2 separate regions of the Mus musculus genome follow, and region 1 is linked to region 2. The links are chromatin contacts, called in public HiChIP or PLAC-seq maps. All regions are on one chromosome and are shown on one strand. The core of a region is the stretch at or near the end of the contact, and the rest is flanking DNA. Distances in the headings are between cores, read along the strand shown. Region 1 holds the start of 0610030E20Rik (RIKEN cDNA 0610030E20 gene). Region 2 holds the start of St3gal5 (ST3 beta-galactoside alpha-2,3-sialyltransferase 5).

The links. HiChIP or PLAC-seq counts read pairs in DNA pulled down with a chosen protein or histone mark.
Region 1: a contact with region 2 is called in a FOXA1 HiChIP or PLAC-seq map of pancreatic cancer cells. The contact joins the promoter of 0610030E20Rik here to the promoter of St3gal5 in region 2. A contact is called at or near these places in 3 of 39 promoter capture datasets (the C10 cell line, hematopoietic stem and progenitor cells and pre-B cells), 1 of 484 Hi-C or Micro-C datasets (embryonic stem cells) and 2 of 115 datasets of contacts at active chromatin or transcription factors (embryonic stem cells and pancreatic cancer cells).

The regions. Positions count from the first base shown.
Region 1 is chr6:72,341,971-72,349,563 of GRCm38.p6, reverse strand. It overlaps 0610030E20Rik (RIKEN cDNA 0610030E20 gene), which reads right to left and starts at 2,247. Exons shown (of 4, transcript NM_026696.1): 1 at 2,049-2,247; 2 at 1,853-1,971; 3 at 884-1,035; 4 at 1-567. The coding sequence starts at 2,155. The coding sequence ends at 445. It overlaps Usp39 (ubiquitin specific peptidase 39), which reads left to right and starts at 4,389. Exons shown (of 13, transcript NM_138592.4): 1 at 4,389-4,679; 2 at 6,596-6,665. The coding sequence starts at 4,415.
Region 2 is chr6:72,094,465-72,102,043 of GRCm38.p6, reverse strand. St3gal5 (ST3 beta-galactoside alpha-2,3-sialyltransferase 5) reads right to left here and starts at 4,436. Exons shown (of 7, transcript NM_001035228.2): 1 at 4,262-4,436. The coding sequence starts at 4,340.

The DNA.
Region 1 (7,593 bases), core at 998-3,497, 250 kb before region 2:
TGCTGGGGGTGGGGGACATAGATTCTACCTAAGGCAAAAAGATAGGAGAAAGGAAAAGTGACAGCTGAAAACAGGCCTAGGCAAAGATGAGTGGAAGAAAGCAGAAACATGAAGGGGCCTGACAAACGACCTCATCAAGACAGCACCACACAGGCAAAAGCTTCAGAAAGCCTGGCTCTCCCTAAAGTCTCTGCTCCCAAAACACCAAGTTAGCCAAAGCTGTCATAAAATTCCAGAATGTTAGGTTAGATGAATGAGACAAGAAAAATGGCTGCTGAGAGACAGGTCAGATGTGGTCCTGCAAGACCTTTGTGGATACAGCAGCTTAGAGAAGGAGGACAGGCTCCCTGAAGATCACATGGACTCATCCTGACACCCCCCAAACTAGGGGTGAGCTCCTTGGGCAAAATTCTGCCAAGTGCAGTGAATCCTGCCTCCGCCCCGTCAGTGCCGGCTCTGGCGTTTTGCAAGTTCCTCCTGGATTCGCGATCTGAGGGCCTCCCGCATGGCTGGATCCAGAGGTGTGTGTGCTGATACTGCCTCACTCACCCTTCCAGGATCATCGTCCTACGTGGAGGAAGAGTCAGGAAGCTCAGAGCCTGGTTCTCCCTCAAACAAGTGCTGCTCTGTTCCTAGACAGCACGCTCACAGAACTGTTTGGCTTAAGGCTTCTGTTTCTCAGGAGTCCCCTGTAACAGTGATTCTCAACTGAGGGTCACAAGTTTTCCCTGTTCCCCCAACTAGGAATCTCTATGTGCTGAGACTATCTGCTGGGAAGACATATTTTCCCACTGGCCCTGAGATTAACAGCGGTTCAGGAACTGGTGGTAGTTTCCGTCATGGCCCAGGACGGTCACGCTGCAGCTGTTTCCAAAAGGCGTACCTGATAGACAATAACTGAAGTGACCTCGCCACTGTCCGCCTCATAGTCTAAACAGAAGAGCTGGCGGCCAGGAGGCTCTAGCTCGGAGCTTCCACTACTGCTGCTTTCACTGGCTTCCTCACAGTCTGGGTTCACGGGGTGGGTGGAGCCATCTGTAAGGGCAAACCAGAGTGAGAGGGAAGAGGGGGTATGCTGCTAAAACCCCTGCCCACAGAAATGATCAGAAAAACAGCACCAAGAAAGCCTCCAAGCTTCCAACAGACCCTGGGTGTGTATGTGTGTGTGTGTGTGTTATGTATGTAGCTGTCAATCAGGATTTTAACTTCTTCCCTCCACTCCAGCACAATCTGTTAAAAAGTAAGTATAAGCTGCATATGTCTCCTGCAAATATCACTGGAAGCTGCTGAAAGGATGGACAGAGCTCTGCCTCAGTTCAAATCCAGGCTCTGCCATTTACTAGGTCTGTGATGTTGGACACCTTATTCACCTCTCTGGCTAGGGAAACAGACATAAGAGTCCTCAGCTTAACAGCGTCCTACGGACTCAATAATGTACTCAAGATCTAACCCCTCTGTAAAGAACAGCCCACAAACTTAGTGTCATATGTTAGTCAACATGAGTTCATGGTCACAGAAAGCCCAAGAAAAGGCCATTTACTGGGTTTGTTTCATTTTATGTACTGATCTTTCTTTTCTTTTCTTTTTTTTTAAATCCCTGCCACACTTTCTCTTCCAGGTGGCAGAAATATTAAAACCCAGCCTGATAGATCACACTGGTGGACAGCGTTTCCTGGCCGGGTCCCAGCTACCTTATATAACAGTGCAGTTTAACTGGGGTCACTGGCCCAGGGGGCGCTGCTATTGATGCAGTGGCTGCTGTAAGGGCCAGGTGGGCAGGAGCCCTGACGCAGAGAGAGGGGCTTGCCCGGGGGCGGGACCGCGGGCGGGCGGGCGACAGGCGGCGGCTCACCTCGGTGGCGCGGCAGGTACACTTGTAGGTCTGGCTTGCGGGGCCGCGTGGGCGCGGGCGTGTGGCGCCTCCTCGCCTTCTCCTTGGCCGCCTGCTTCACCTTCTTGTCGTAGTCGTCCCTGCGGGGAGCCGAGCGGGAGTCAGGCGCTGTCACCCGGCCGAATCGGGCCGGGCCGGGCCTGGGGCGGGGCGGTACCGATCGAGCTGGTTCCGACGGATGTGGTGTACGAAGCCGTGGCTCATGTCCAGACGCCCGCCGGGCTTGCAGCACAACCCCGGCCCGTGATCCTGGGCCGCCTCCATTCGTATGCTGGGTACAGAACCGCCGTAACCGCCACAACTGCCGCGGAATTAGGGCCTTCGGCTGCGGACCATGACTTCCGGCCGCCGACCTCGGCTTCCGGCTCCGATGCCCTTTTTCCGGTTGCGTAGGGCCAGGCGCAGCGGAGCAGAGATGCTTTCGAAATTTGAGAACCTTCATCTGTGAGCGCCCGTAGAGCTGGAGGTCCTCTTACTTTGTGGTATCACCTGAACGAAAGAAGGAGTATATATAGCTAATACCAGGAAATTATTTTTAAAAATTCGAGTCATCCACGAATACTGAAAATGCATTCTATTAGTCTAGAGATGTTGACTTTCTTTTCCTAGCCCTTTAGTATAATAAACTTCACTATGAGATCATATGCGTGTGTCTATGTGTTGTGTGTATCTACTTTGCTCCTGTCTTTAAAGCTAGATTCTGCTCATGAGAAATATTTTGTCATCTCCATCACCTCTGCTCCATCTTCTTTTAGACCCCCTCCTTGCCTCCTATAGTTCTCTCCCCTTCTCTCCCCTCTTACACACACACACACACACACACACACACACACACACACATACACACTTAAAATCTAGGTCCTACATATGGGAAAAACATGCAATATTGGTGATTACTCTTTCTAAATTATACTGAATTCGCTTAACATCTTTAGGTTCACCATTTCCCTACAAATGACATTTCTTTATGGCAGAATTAAAGAAGACATGTTAATATATGCCACTTGGTTGACTCTTTAATCTAAATGTGCCTAGGTTTCCTTAATTTTGTTTTTGTAGTGTGTGTGTATAGGCAAGAGGACGACACTGGGTGCTCTTGTCTGTATTCTCTACCTGTTCCTTTGAGATAGGGCCTCTCACTTAACCTGTAATTCAGCTGACAGCCACCAAGCCCTAGTGGTCCTCCTGTCTCCATTTCCCACATGGCTAGGACTATAGGCATGAGCCCACTGTCAGCTTTTTCCACGGGTGCTGGAGTTTTGGACTCATGCTTGGACAGTAAGCTTTCTCACCAATTGAGCCAATCTCCTCCGTTTGTTTGCTTATTAGTGGACATACTAAAAACATCTGTCTCTGATAGGCAATGAGGCAGACAAGTGCTCACGTAGGTAAGTTTTCCCCACCCATACCCAGTCCCTATTTCAGCCACATTGGAGCTGCACTGCTGGTGTCCAGACCACTTGCTTAACTGACCATGAGAGGAACCAAGGCTTTTGAGGGTCTAATAGTGCATAGCCTTCTCTTGTTTCTTTCCTTCTGGCATGTAGCCTAGGATAGTCTTGAATTAACTATGTAGCTCAGTTGGCCTTAAACTTTGGGATTTGTTTTGCCTGATCCTGAGAGTATAGCTTTCCAAGTTTTCAGTTTAAAATGTAAACATCAGAAACTTATTAGAGCAGTGACAGAATCAAGTGCATCTGCTTGATGGAATTGTTATATTGAAAGTAAAGGAACAGACTGCCTTACCCTAGACGTGAATGAGACCTGGTCAGAAAGAGGAAACACCGACTCATACTTGAACATAAAATTCTAGGAAATGTAGTCACTATTGTGGTTTGGGTGGGATTCCACGTGGGCACAGGACATTTCTGGGGTGAGACAAGTTTCTTCTCTTGAATCTGTAAGTGTTCATACATCGCAATTTAGCAAATTAGACACATCAAACGTGTACTATCTTGTATATCAATTATACTTCGATGGAACTGTTCAAATAGGCAGGGACTAAGGCATGACTCAGTGGTAAGGCTGAATTTGAAGTTTTATTAGCTAAACAATAAATGCGCCTTAGCAGAGTATTTGCAAACTCATTTCAAGAGCCCTTTAAATATGATACTAATTGAAGTTCCCAGGTACAAGCCTGAATGAAGGAGTTAATTTGGGAATACTGACTCCTTTTCCTGTGTAGGTCATCAGTCCCTGATCAGGGGACATCTCTGGATCGTCGTTTCGAGACACAAATTGTCCTGAAGCTATCTCGGGTGGAGTGCTAGCTTCCTTTTCCCTAAAATGAAAGTAGCCTGTGAAAGGTTCCTATTTAAGCCGTGAAGAGATGTTGGACAAGGACACAATATGTTCGAAACTATCTCGGTTGGGCCAGCAGCGCTTATAACGTTTTATAAGCCTGTATTGTCCCTCACAGCGACTCGTAGCGCGCTGCGTTTCTATGAGGCCATCTCGACTTCTGATTGGCTGCTTGCTGCCCGTGCTCGGCGCCGGCGCGGAAGCTCCTAACTGGTGGTGGCGATGTCTAGCCGGTCCAAGCGGCAGTCCCATGGTTCCACCCGCGGGAAGCGTGAGTCCGAGTCTCGTGGCAGCTCGGGTCGCATCAAGAAGGAGCGAGACCGTGAGAAGGAGCCCGAGGCGGCGAGCTCCCGGGGTAGCCCGGTCCGCGTGAAGCGGGAGGCCGAGCCGGCTGCGCGAGAGGTCCCGGCGCCCGCGCTCCCGGTCGTGCGGGTGAAGCGTGAGCGCGAGGCCGATGAAGACTCGGAGCCCGAGCGGGAGGTGCGAGGTGCGCGGGGCCGGGCCGGGCGCGTCCTCTTCCTTCGCCTGCTTTCTTCTTTCTCCTCCTATATTTTTAAAGACGGGTCTCAGGAACTTGAAGTTGTAACCAGAGATGGCCTTAGACTCTTGCTTCCCCTTCTTGAAGTCTGAGATGCCCAGTTTTTGTCTGCTTTTTACTTTTCCTTTCTTCTGCCTCCCTGACCAGGCTTGAATCCAGCAGGCTGGATTGCCTGTCATAATACATCACAGCATCTCCCTATTCACGTATAGCCTACGTGGGTCAGGTGCTCTACTGACGACTGTACAGATGGACCCTTCTCCGTTCCCCCCCACCCCCCACAAATTCCTAAGAGTCAGAGTCATGTTGTAATTTTTGGAATAAGACCATTAGTTGAGTCCCAGTGCACTCAACTCAAGTATTGACTTTGTACTAGTTGAATAGTTTGGAGACACTAATGCTTCTCCTGGGTTTTGCATGGGGGTTGTTCCATGTTGTCTTGTAAAGGATGCTGATGTAATGACCAGCCTTGGGAGACAGATAGTATTATTCCATAGAGCAATAGGTAGGGAGTAAGGTCACAAGAAGATATAATCTTCTTTAAGGGCAGGGATCTTCTGTAAGGCAACCCACTATGAGCACTGGTTCTTTTTCTATTCTATTATGGGACTTAACTCTAGGATCTGGCAAAGATGTCATATAATAGGGTACTGTTATTGCTGTAGTAGACTCTTTGTTTTAGTCTGTGATCATGTGGCTTCTGTCAGCATCCATGAAGCTGTGTCAAGCTAACACATTAGGGTTAACTTTAGTTAGAGTTAACACATTAGGATTAACTCTCAGAACCAATACAGTTCTTGTACTAATAGTAGATTTAAGGATATTCAGCTTATCTTAGTACTTGTGATATATTTCATGATACTTTTCCTGCCCATTTGATATTTATTTATTTATTTATTTGCTTATTTAGGCAGGCTCTTACTAAGTAGCCCTGGCTGTCTTGGAACTTTGTCGGTAGGCCTCAAACTCAGAGATTTCACCTAGCCTACTCACTCAAGGGCTAGGATTAATGTACACCACCAATGCCTGGCATTTATTTATGTGTATGCATGTACCATGGTGTATGTGTGGAAGTCAGTGGGCAACTTGTGGGAGTCCGTTTTCTCTCCTAGCCTGTGTGTCACAGGGATTGAACTCAGATAGTTGGGTTGCTGGTAAGCACCTTTACTAAGCCATCTCACTTGCCTGGATTCCTTTATGTAATATATAAATTAATCTTTCATTGGTTATATATGTAATAGACCTACTCTTAGTTTGCAACTTATTTCATTAGTGGCCTTTTTTTGAATGTTGTCACTAAAGGAAATGGAAAAGCTCATCTTTTTGAGATGTGTGTGTGTGTGGTCCCTGGCTGTCCTAGAACCTAACCTAACTGATCAAACTCTCCCAATCTTAGTGATCAAATGTTCCCATTTCGGTGATTTTGTTTTGTTTTGTGTTTGCTTGTTTTGTGCCTGTGATTTGAGGAGAGCCTCCAGTCCTCCATTTATGATGCTGGAGCAGATCTTGGCTGTGCTAGTTAAGTGTTCTACCACTGAGCAGATCTTGCCTGTGCTAGTTAAGTGTTCTACCACTGAGCAGATCTTGGCTGTGCTAGTTAAGTGTTCTACCACTGAGCAGATCTTGGCTGTGCTAGTTAAGTGTTCTACCACTGAGCAGATCTTGGCTGTGCTAGTTAAGTGTTCTACCACTGAGCAGATCTTGCCTGTGCTAGTTAAGTGTTCTACCACTGAGCAGATCTTGCCTGTGCTAGTTAAGTGTTCTACCACTGAGCAGATCTTGCCTGTGCTAGTTAAGTGTTCTACCACTGAGTTACTTTCCAGCACAAGTTTCCCATTTAACAGCCTGTATGGATTTCTTCTCAGCAAAGAATGGCCGAGTGGATTCTGAAGACCGGAGGAGTCGTCACTGCCCGTACTTGGATACCATTAATAGGTCAGTAATATAGAAAGGCTGAGGGCAAGACTTGGTGATGTATCTCAGTAGTAGAGCAGTTGCCTGGCATGTCATAAGCCCAAGGTTTAATCACCAATACTATGCAAACAAACAAAATCAGTGGATTTTTAAAAATTTACTTTTATTTTATGTATGTTGGTATTTTGCCTGCATTTATGTCTGTGTGAGAGTGTCAGATCCCCTGGAGCTGCATGGATGTCTGTGGGAGTACCGCATCCCCTGGAACTGGAGTTACGGATAGTTGTGAACTCTCACGTGGGTGCTAGGAATTGAACAACTGGAAGAGCAGCCAGTGCTCTTAACTGCTAAGCCATCTCTCCAGCCCCATCAGAAGATTTTGAGATGCAGAATACAGTAGAAAATTCTCTAAACAGAGCATTGAAGCATTCTAACTCTCCTCCTTTTATGCCTGTCTGCCTAGAAAATTGTGCTTCTCACCATGCTCAGCCATGTTGTCCCTTTATAGTGGCAGAGTGCGCTTTTTGTTTTGTTTTGTTTTTTGAGATGTGTGTGTGTGTGTGGTCCCTGGCTGTCCTAGAACCTAACCAGGTTGTTGTCCTTGAACTCAGGGATTTGCCTGCCTCTGCCTCCTGAGCGCTGGGATTAAAAGCCTGCACCACCTTGCCTTTGAAGGTACTTTAATATCAGCCTCAGCACACAGGTTAAAGGAAAGAGCTTACAAGAAAGATACAGATTTTAAAAACTGGTTGAGTGTGTATTACTTTTAGCTTCAGAAGATATCATGTATATTTAAGAGGCATTTAACTAAATTTTTAAATTATTTTGGTGACTTAAAAAAAGTCAATACTGAGTTGTATATTTTAAAATAAATTTTATTAGTTTAAAAAAAAGAAAGTAAGATACACTAAAGAGCATGGTCATGGGGTTCTCAGAGGAGAATTCCTAG
Region 2 (7,579 bases), core at 3,187-5,686:
TTGGTTCTTGATATACATAAGCCCACCATTATGACAATGATAGTCTTATGGTACTACAGGCCTGTAATCCACAGCACTGGGGGGCGGAAGGGGGGTGGGAGTCAAAACTCAAAGCCAGACTGGATTTTACGAACCCTTGCCTGAAAACAAACACCTTTAAAAGTGGCTTCAATGTTCAAAAAGACTTAAGTATTTATTATTCATAAAGTAGACCTTTCACACGCTGTTTGTTGAGCTTATCAAACCCAGTCACATGATACCAACCTATTATAACCCCGGATGGTTTTAAACCTGAGGGGGAAAAGAGAATGCCAGAGTACAGGGGTTCATTCATGATCCAAAAATTCACCCCTGCGTATTGTCAAAATGCTTTCTATTGCTTAAAAACTCAAGCAAGAAAAGGCTTTTCCTGTAGGTAAGTGAAACAGACTGGGTGGAGGTTTGTTTGCATTCAGCTGGGTGGAGACTAAGAGCAAACTAAGTGGTCAACTAGACACATTCTCCACTTCAAGAGGCTCTTGGAGCTCAGCCTGCCCTGTGCTAAGACCCAAGGAGAGCCAGGACTCTGTAGGACTGATCTTCCTGGGGCCGCATAGAACAGGGCCTGGCAGAGACTTCCTACTGAAAAAGCACCGCCAGCACCATCATCTGGAACTGCTGCCTTCATCCTTGAGGATGAAGGAGCTCCCGCCATGGTTCATTCTGAGACTAGACTAAAAGAGCTTTGCCTGGGGGGTGGGGTGGGGGTGTGTGTCCTACTGCCCTGCAGGTTCCCATAACACACTCAAGGCATGCCTTACCAAAGCCAGGCACCTGCAGAGCAGTGACAGCGGCACTACCTGGGGCGGACAAACACTGGAAGTTGCTTGACATTCAACAACTGATGACAGACAAGAGGCACCAAACTTACCCTGTGACCACCGCGAGCCACAGCACTGAACCACAGGCAGCACGGGGTTCCCTGCTCCTTCCCTGTCACTTAGTGCTTATAAAGGAAGACACACGCCACAGGTTTCCAAGTCAGCACGGTGTGAGAGAAGCAGGTCAGACCAGGGTAACTGCTAGGAGAGGCGGTGACTGACTGGGTAGGACACAGGTCCTGGTGTTTTCTGTCCCTTGATCTGAGGGTGGCACATGTTACTTTAGGTGGCTCTGCTTTTCCCTACACACGTTTCTAAACGTGGAGGTCAGGAGAGAACTGAGTTAGTTCTTTCCTTCTACTGTGTGGGCTCTGGAGACTGAATTCAGGTCACTAGGCAGCATGCACCTTAGCCCACTGAGCCATCTCACTGGCTTCGTGTGTGTGTGTGTGTGTGTGTGTGTGTGTGTGTGTGTGTGTATCTATCATGACAGCATCTCCTATACCCCAGCTGACTTTTAACTTGCTCTATAGCAGCAGCTGATCTTGGACTCCCAATCCTCCTATCCCCCTGCCTCTATCTCCCAAGTGCTGAAATGAACAAACGTGCTCCAAGTACCTACACAACATTTAAAGAGGAACAAACCTCATCTGGTGTTCAGGTAAGTTAATACCGATTGATGGAGCCTCTCACTTCATTTTTCCCCCTGCTCCTTCACACACCCCACTAATTCCCTCTATGGGAGTGCTCCTGGGTTTCTCTCCCGGGAGAGCTCTAATGCCACCATCCATATTTATGGCTTCCTCCCACACCCCCTCTGCTAACACCTGCCACCCACGCTGATCCAGTCCTTGCTTCTCCATCCTCCGCTGTTATTGTATATATATATATATATATATATATATATATATATATATATATATATATATATATTATATATTCCCAGTTGTTTCTATGCCAAGCCTTCCCAGCCAGACTGGAATGAAGAGCATGCTCTTGGAGGGTGACGGCTGTTCTCTTGGTTCCATAAGCAGAGCAGAATAAAGTCCTCCTCTAAAGCTAGATAGACGTGGAGGGTGACTCTTTCTCCTCCCCACATGTCTTGGTTAGGGTTTCTACTGCTGTAACACCATGACCCAAAGCAACTGGGAGAAAAAAAAGGGTTTAATTTCAGCTTACAATTCCACGTTGCAGTCCATCACTGAGGGAAGTTAGGACAGAAACTGATACACTGCAGGAATCTAGAGGCAGGAGCTGATGCTGAGAGTATGGAAGAACACTGCTTACTGACTTGGTCCCCAGAGATTGCTAAACCTTCTTTCTCATACAACTCAGGACCACTAGCCCACAATGAGCTGGGCCCTCCCCACTTAAGAAACTGTCTCCCAGGCTTGCCTCCAGGACAATCTGGTAAGGGCATTTTTTTTCAAATGATGCTTTCTTTTCTCAAATAATTCCAAGTTACATCAAGTTGACATTAAAAACTACCCAGCACACCATTAATCTGCCAAGAGACAGCTGCTAATTCTCTACTACTTTGCAAGCCCAGTAAGGGAGCAAGAGGTGGAGGAGGCAAGCCAACGACAGGTGTGTTTCTTGATTACCTCCCTGTCCAGTCACCCATTTGACTTGTTTTGATGACATGGGGCAGTGACCAGTGTATGTCAAGCTGAATGCATTTGCAGAATCATCATAAATGTGTGCTTTTAGAATTTCCTGCCAGCCCCCAGCATGCCATTTTCCAGAAGCCTTGTCACACCTCCTCTTACTCTGTTTAAGCCAGGCATGTTGGCACAAGTCTGTGATCCCAGCACTTGGATCAGTGGTTCAAGGCCAGCTTCGGATGCACCAGTGAATTCAAAGCCAGCCTGAACAGCATGCTATCCCCGACTCAAAAACCCAAACCAACCAACCAACCAACGGACCGACCAACCAACAAAACAGCCACCCAAACCTCCAATCATCTCAATTTCTTTTCAAGTCTCAAAGAAAACACTATCAGCCTGATAGCCACAGCACCGACCACATAGCAGACATGAGTGTCAGGAGATGCAGCACTCTGACTACAGTGCTCTGGAAGCTCATATTAATATTCTCTTGACCAAAAACTTGGAAATCAGACAATTCCTAGCCCTGCAACCAGCAATGTGAGAAACCATTCTGAGCTGTCAGGATATGGAATTACACAAAAGAAACCAAAACCTACTTTTCTGGTCCTTTCTTTCAGCAGACAAATCCCTCTTCTCAGGCCCAGCATTTGCGTAGGGCTGCAGGTAGAAGAGGATTTACAGTCATAAACCAAGGGAAGGCTTGGCTAGACACCAGAGGGCAGAGATGAGTGTGAGTCTCCTTCCTTTGTAAGTCTAAAACCCAGCACAGCTCTTGGCTGAAGGAACCTGAAACCCATCGGTCCCAGAAAAAGCACAACACATAAAAATGCCTCTTCCTCCTTTTAAGTACATCTACTTACATTTACACCTAATTTTGCAAAGGCAAAATTCATATATGTGAATTAAGACTGAATTACTGGGGGGAAAGGTATAAAAATTTCATTTCCAAGTCAGCTAGTGATTCTACAGAGTTCTCGCCAATTGACATATTTATTCTAAATGGTTAAAACCACAAACTCATTGTGGAAGAGACCCAAGCCAACAGCAAGTTAAGTCTTCCAGTACAGACCTGGAGAGCAAGCTCCCCACAGGAGGATATCAGTGTCTGCCAAGGTCATCCAGCTGATGTGCAGTAGGGACAAGAGCTTTCATTTACTGGGGTCCTACCAATTGTTCTCTAACACCCTCTCCGCAAAACAAACAAATAAAACAGCGCACAAAGAACGCGTCCCCTCGTCAGGACACAGCTTAAAATTTCCAAGAAACCAAAACGGTCTCCCAATGTGTCTCCTCCGCAGGACTGGCCGCAGAGAGGGGGCAGGGAAGGTCACCAGTGAATTTCTGCCAGCAGAAAGCTACCCACTTTCACACTGCACGTCTACCCACATGGATGCACCAGGAGGGTTCAGGCGCCACTAGTTACCCTGTACAAGGTTCCCCAAAGCAGTCAAGGGAGACACTGAGTCTATTCGACTCTGCCGGCTCAGAAGGTTCCAGCAATGAATTAAAATCCCAGAACCAAGCGACGTGAAGAGGGCCACTCTGGCTGGACCTGCCACGCGGGGCAGGTCATCCTTACCCGCAGCGCCGCGTCCACACCTGCGCAGGCTGCGCCGGGGGCGCCCATGTAGGCAGCCAGGGGCCGCGACCCTCCGCCCGTGTCCCCTAGCAGGCGCGTCCGGCGTCGCAGGGCTGGGGAGGAGCCGCTGGGCCTGGGGTATCGCAAAGGCGGATCGCCGCTATCTGGGCTCCCCGGTGTCCGCTCTGCCGACTGGGGGCTGCGCCACGTACCTCGGCAGGCAGGTGCCGCTGCTTGGCTTCGCAGCTTCTGGGGCCTCCGCGCCGCGCCGCCCACCGCCTCTGTGTGCATGCTAGGGAGGGAGCGCTGGCAAGCCGCCAGCCCGGGGCCCCGCGCCCCAGCCAGCCCCCGGCGCCGCGCTCGCGCCAATTCAGCCCCGGACAGTCCGCTCCCCCGCGCGGATGCTGAGGGGGGTGGGGGTAGGCGGGGGCGGGGTCGCGCGTCACGAGGATAAGGGAGACCAATCAGAGTGCGCCGAGGCCCCGCCTGCGAGCGGACTGTCCCCCCGCCCCCTCCGACTGCTAGTGCGAGGGGGAGCGGGACAACTCCAGCCGAGAAGTAGGTGGGGCGCCAGGCAGCCTAGGATGAGGGTGCCCCGCGCTCGGGGATCTCTTCAACTCTCCCCAGGCTTGCGCGTGATTAGATAGTGGAAGGCGTTCCGGAGAACCTAAGGTGGCTCTGGACCGGTTAAAGGCTTTGACTGAGCATCCAATTAGGAGTCGGAGCTGGGGAACTAAGGGGCTTGACGTAGTCACGTGCTTTATTCGCCAGCTGCCCACTGGTCTTCAGGTAATTACTGGTCCTGGGTTCCTGAGACCCAAGAGACAAATACCAGGACAAGCTAAATCAGCGGTTCTCAACCTGGGGGTCGCCTAATACCAATGGAAGACACGTTTATTTACATTTACGATTCACAACAGTAGTGGAATTACAGTTATGAAGTATCAACGAAAATACTTTTTATGGTCAGGGGTTACCACCACAACTTGAGGAAGTGTATTAAAGGGTCGCAGCATTAGGAAGGTTGAGAACGATTAGGCTACACGGTTGTTACTGTGCTAGTTACCAAAGCCAACCAACTTGTTTTAACAGGAGAAGGAACTGAGGTCTGTGTGGGACTGAGGGTGAGTAGCTTTGAAGTCATTTGGAGGCCGAAGCAGGAACAGAACCTGGGCTTGGAGCGCTCAAATCTTATTTGTCTGAAAGCTAGAGAGGCCCTGGCCTCTCACACCTTATTTTGGAAAGGAAATGCCATACGATTTTTAAAAACACATTTAATAAATCCCAAAATTGGTGCATTAAAAAGGCCTAAAACCGGACTGGATCTCCCTTTTAGGATATTTTTCCCCATGATCTTCTAGAAAAGCCGACAAGAAAGGGATCCAAAGCGCAGAGTAAATGATATAATGTAGCCAAGTTCTTCTGAGGATGCAGACCCTTTGTTACTGCATGTGTGTGTGGGAAATCCCCTAGTGCCATAGTCTTTGTTATATTGGAATAGCTTGCCTTCGACCTCAAGAACATTTAACCACAAAGGGGCATTCTGATAGTCAGGAGGCACGCTTTCCAAGATAACAGCTCCAGTTTTCTTGGTGACTGCATAGCAAACTCCTTTTTGGGTCTGCTCAAGGTCCCGTGCTAGATCTGTGTATCAGCTGAGAAAATTGAAGCTTTGTAGTGGAAGCTTGTCAGCCTGTACAAACAGGAAGAGGCCCTGGGCTAGCTTTTAGAACTCCCTTCTCCAGCCCCAATCAAGCATGGCTATCCATCTTTTACCGAACAATAACCCTCTCATTTTGAGAAGGAAGATCCTAGACCCTGAGCCAAGAGCCGTTATCAGTTTTCCTTTTTACAGCAGCTTGCTCTCTTTGCTCTTTCTCCAGGGTGGAGAGTAGAACATGGTCGCCTGGGAACTGGGGGATGCTCTCTGGGTAGTCAATGCCAAGAATAAAGACATAGGAAAGAACGGAGTAGGTGGATTCTACTTTCATGGCTATCCAAAACAACAAATCTGTATGATTTTAAAGCGAGGACACTGGAAATAGTCTAGAAAGGGAAAAAAAGATGGAAGAAAGCCTGACATGTGGCTAAAGCCAGTGGGTTGGCCAAGGCTGGTCAGACACTAGCTAGCTGCCTGGAATGACTATAGCAGGAAAAAGATTGCAGAGCCGCTCACTCTCCTACTATTGGACCAGCCTGAGGCCTGCCTGTGTGGTCTGATGCTCTGACATCTCTGTGCCTTGGTTCTCTCCCACATCTCCCTGTGTGGAGCCCCACCCTCTTAGCAGTAAGGGCTGTCCTGGAAGCTGGAAGCATCCTGCCTTACAAGAGTAGGTGTAAGTTGAGGGCAATGAAGTGTAAGAAGTGAACTCTACCTTCTGTCTTAGTCTCCTGGGACATTTGTTTCAAATATTCATGAGCTCTGTCACCTAGTTGACACTTAGTGAAGGAAAAGAAGACCTGCTCCCAAAGTCCCCAAATAACACACTAGAATCAGCCACTAGATTTCAATGGTTTACTGAGTGGCTTCAGAGAAGCTTCCAGACTCTGGCTACCATACAGTAGGACTACTAATAAATCAGAGATAGCAGCTACCACTTCCTAAATTCACTTTTTCCATTTACTACATTAGTTAATCTAATGACGTCCTCTCACCCTCCCCTTGTGAGCTGCAATATTCTATTTTGGTAAGTTTGTCTAACTTTTGGTTCTATTGGGTGGGTTCTGTTTGAAGTTTAAAAAAAAAAAGATAAATACGGTCTGTGTCCTCCTTGTTGTCTCCGGGACCCTTTCAGAGAATCTCCACAGTCAAAACTATTGTATAATAATCTCATGACACAAAAGGTGAACAAAACTAACTGCCCATCACTAATCAAAACAGCATAAACGATTGGGTGGGGTAGTACATGAATGGAATGAATCCCAGTGTACTGGAGTGGACGAAAGAGGATCAGAAGTTCAAGGTCATCTTCAGCTACACAGCCAGTTTGATGCGAGCCTGTGCTACATAAGACCCTGTTACAGCAAAACAATTCATGGTACCCAATTATAAAGATCCTTGACGGGGCTGTGGACATGTCCCTGTAACTCGAGTTCCAGGTGATCCAATGCCCTCTTCGGGCCTCCGTGGCCACTGCATGCATGTGGTACTCAGACATACATGCAGACAAAATACTCATACATACAAACTAAAAATAAGTCTTTTAAAAAGATTCTTGAGTATGCATCTTTCTCTATTTTTATTTTTGTTACCTTTCATTCATTCATTTCTATAGAAATGGCATCTTTTTCTTTTCTTTTGTTTGTTTTGTTTTGTTTTGTTTTGTTTTGTTATTTGAGACAGGGTTTCTCTGTATAGTCCTGGCTGTCCTGGAACTTTCTCTGTACACCAGGCTGGCCTTGAACTCAGAAATCCAACTCCCTCTGGCTCCTAAGTGCTGGGATTAAAGTTGTGCACCACCACTGCCCGGCTCTTCTTATTATTTTATATAACAGAATGAAGACTTCATTTAAAACACTTGCTTCAAAGT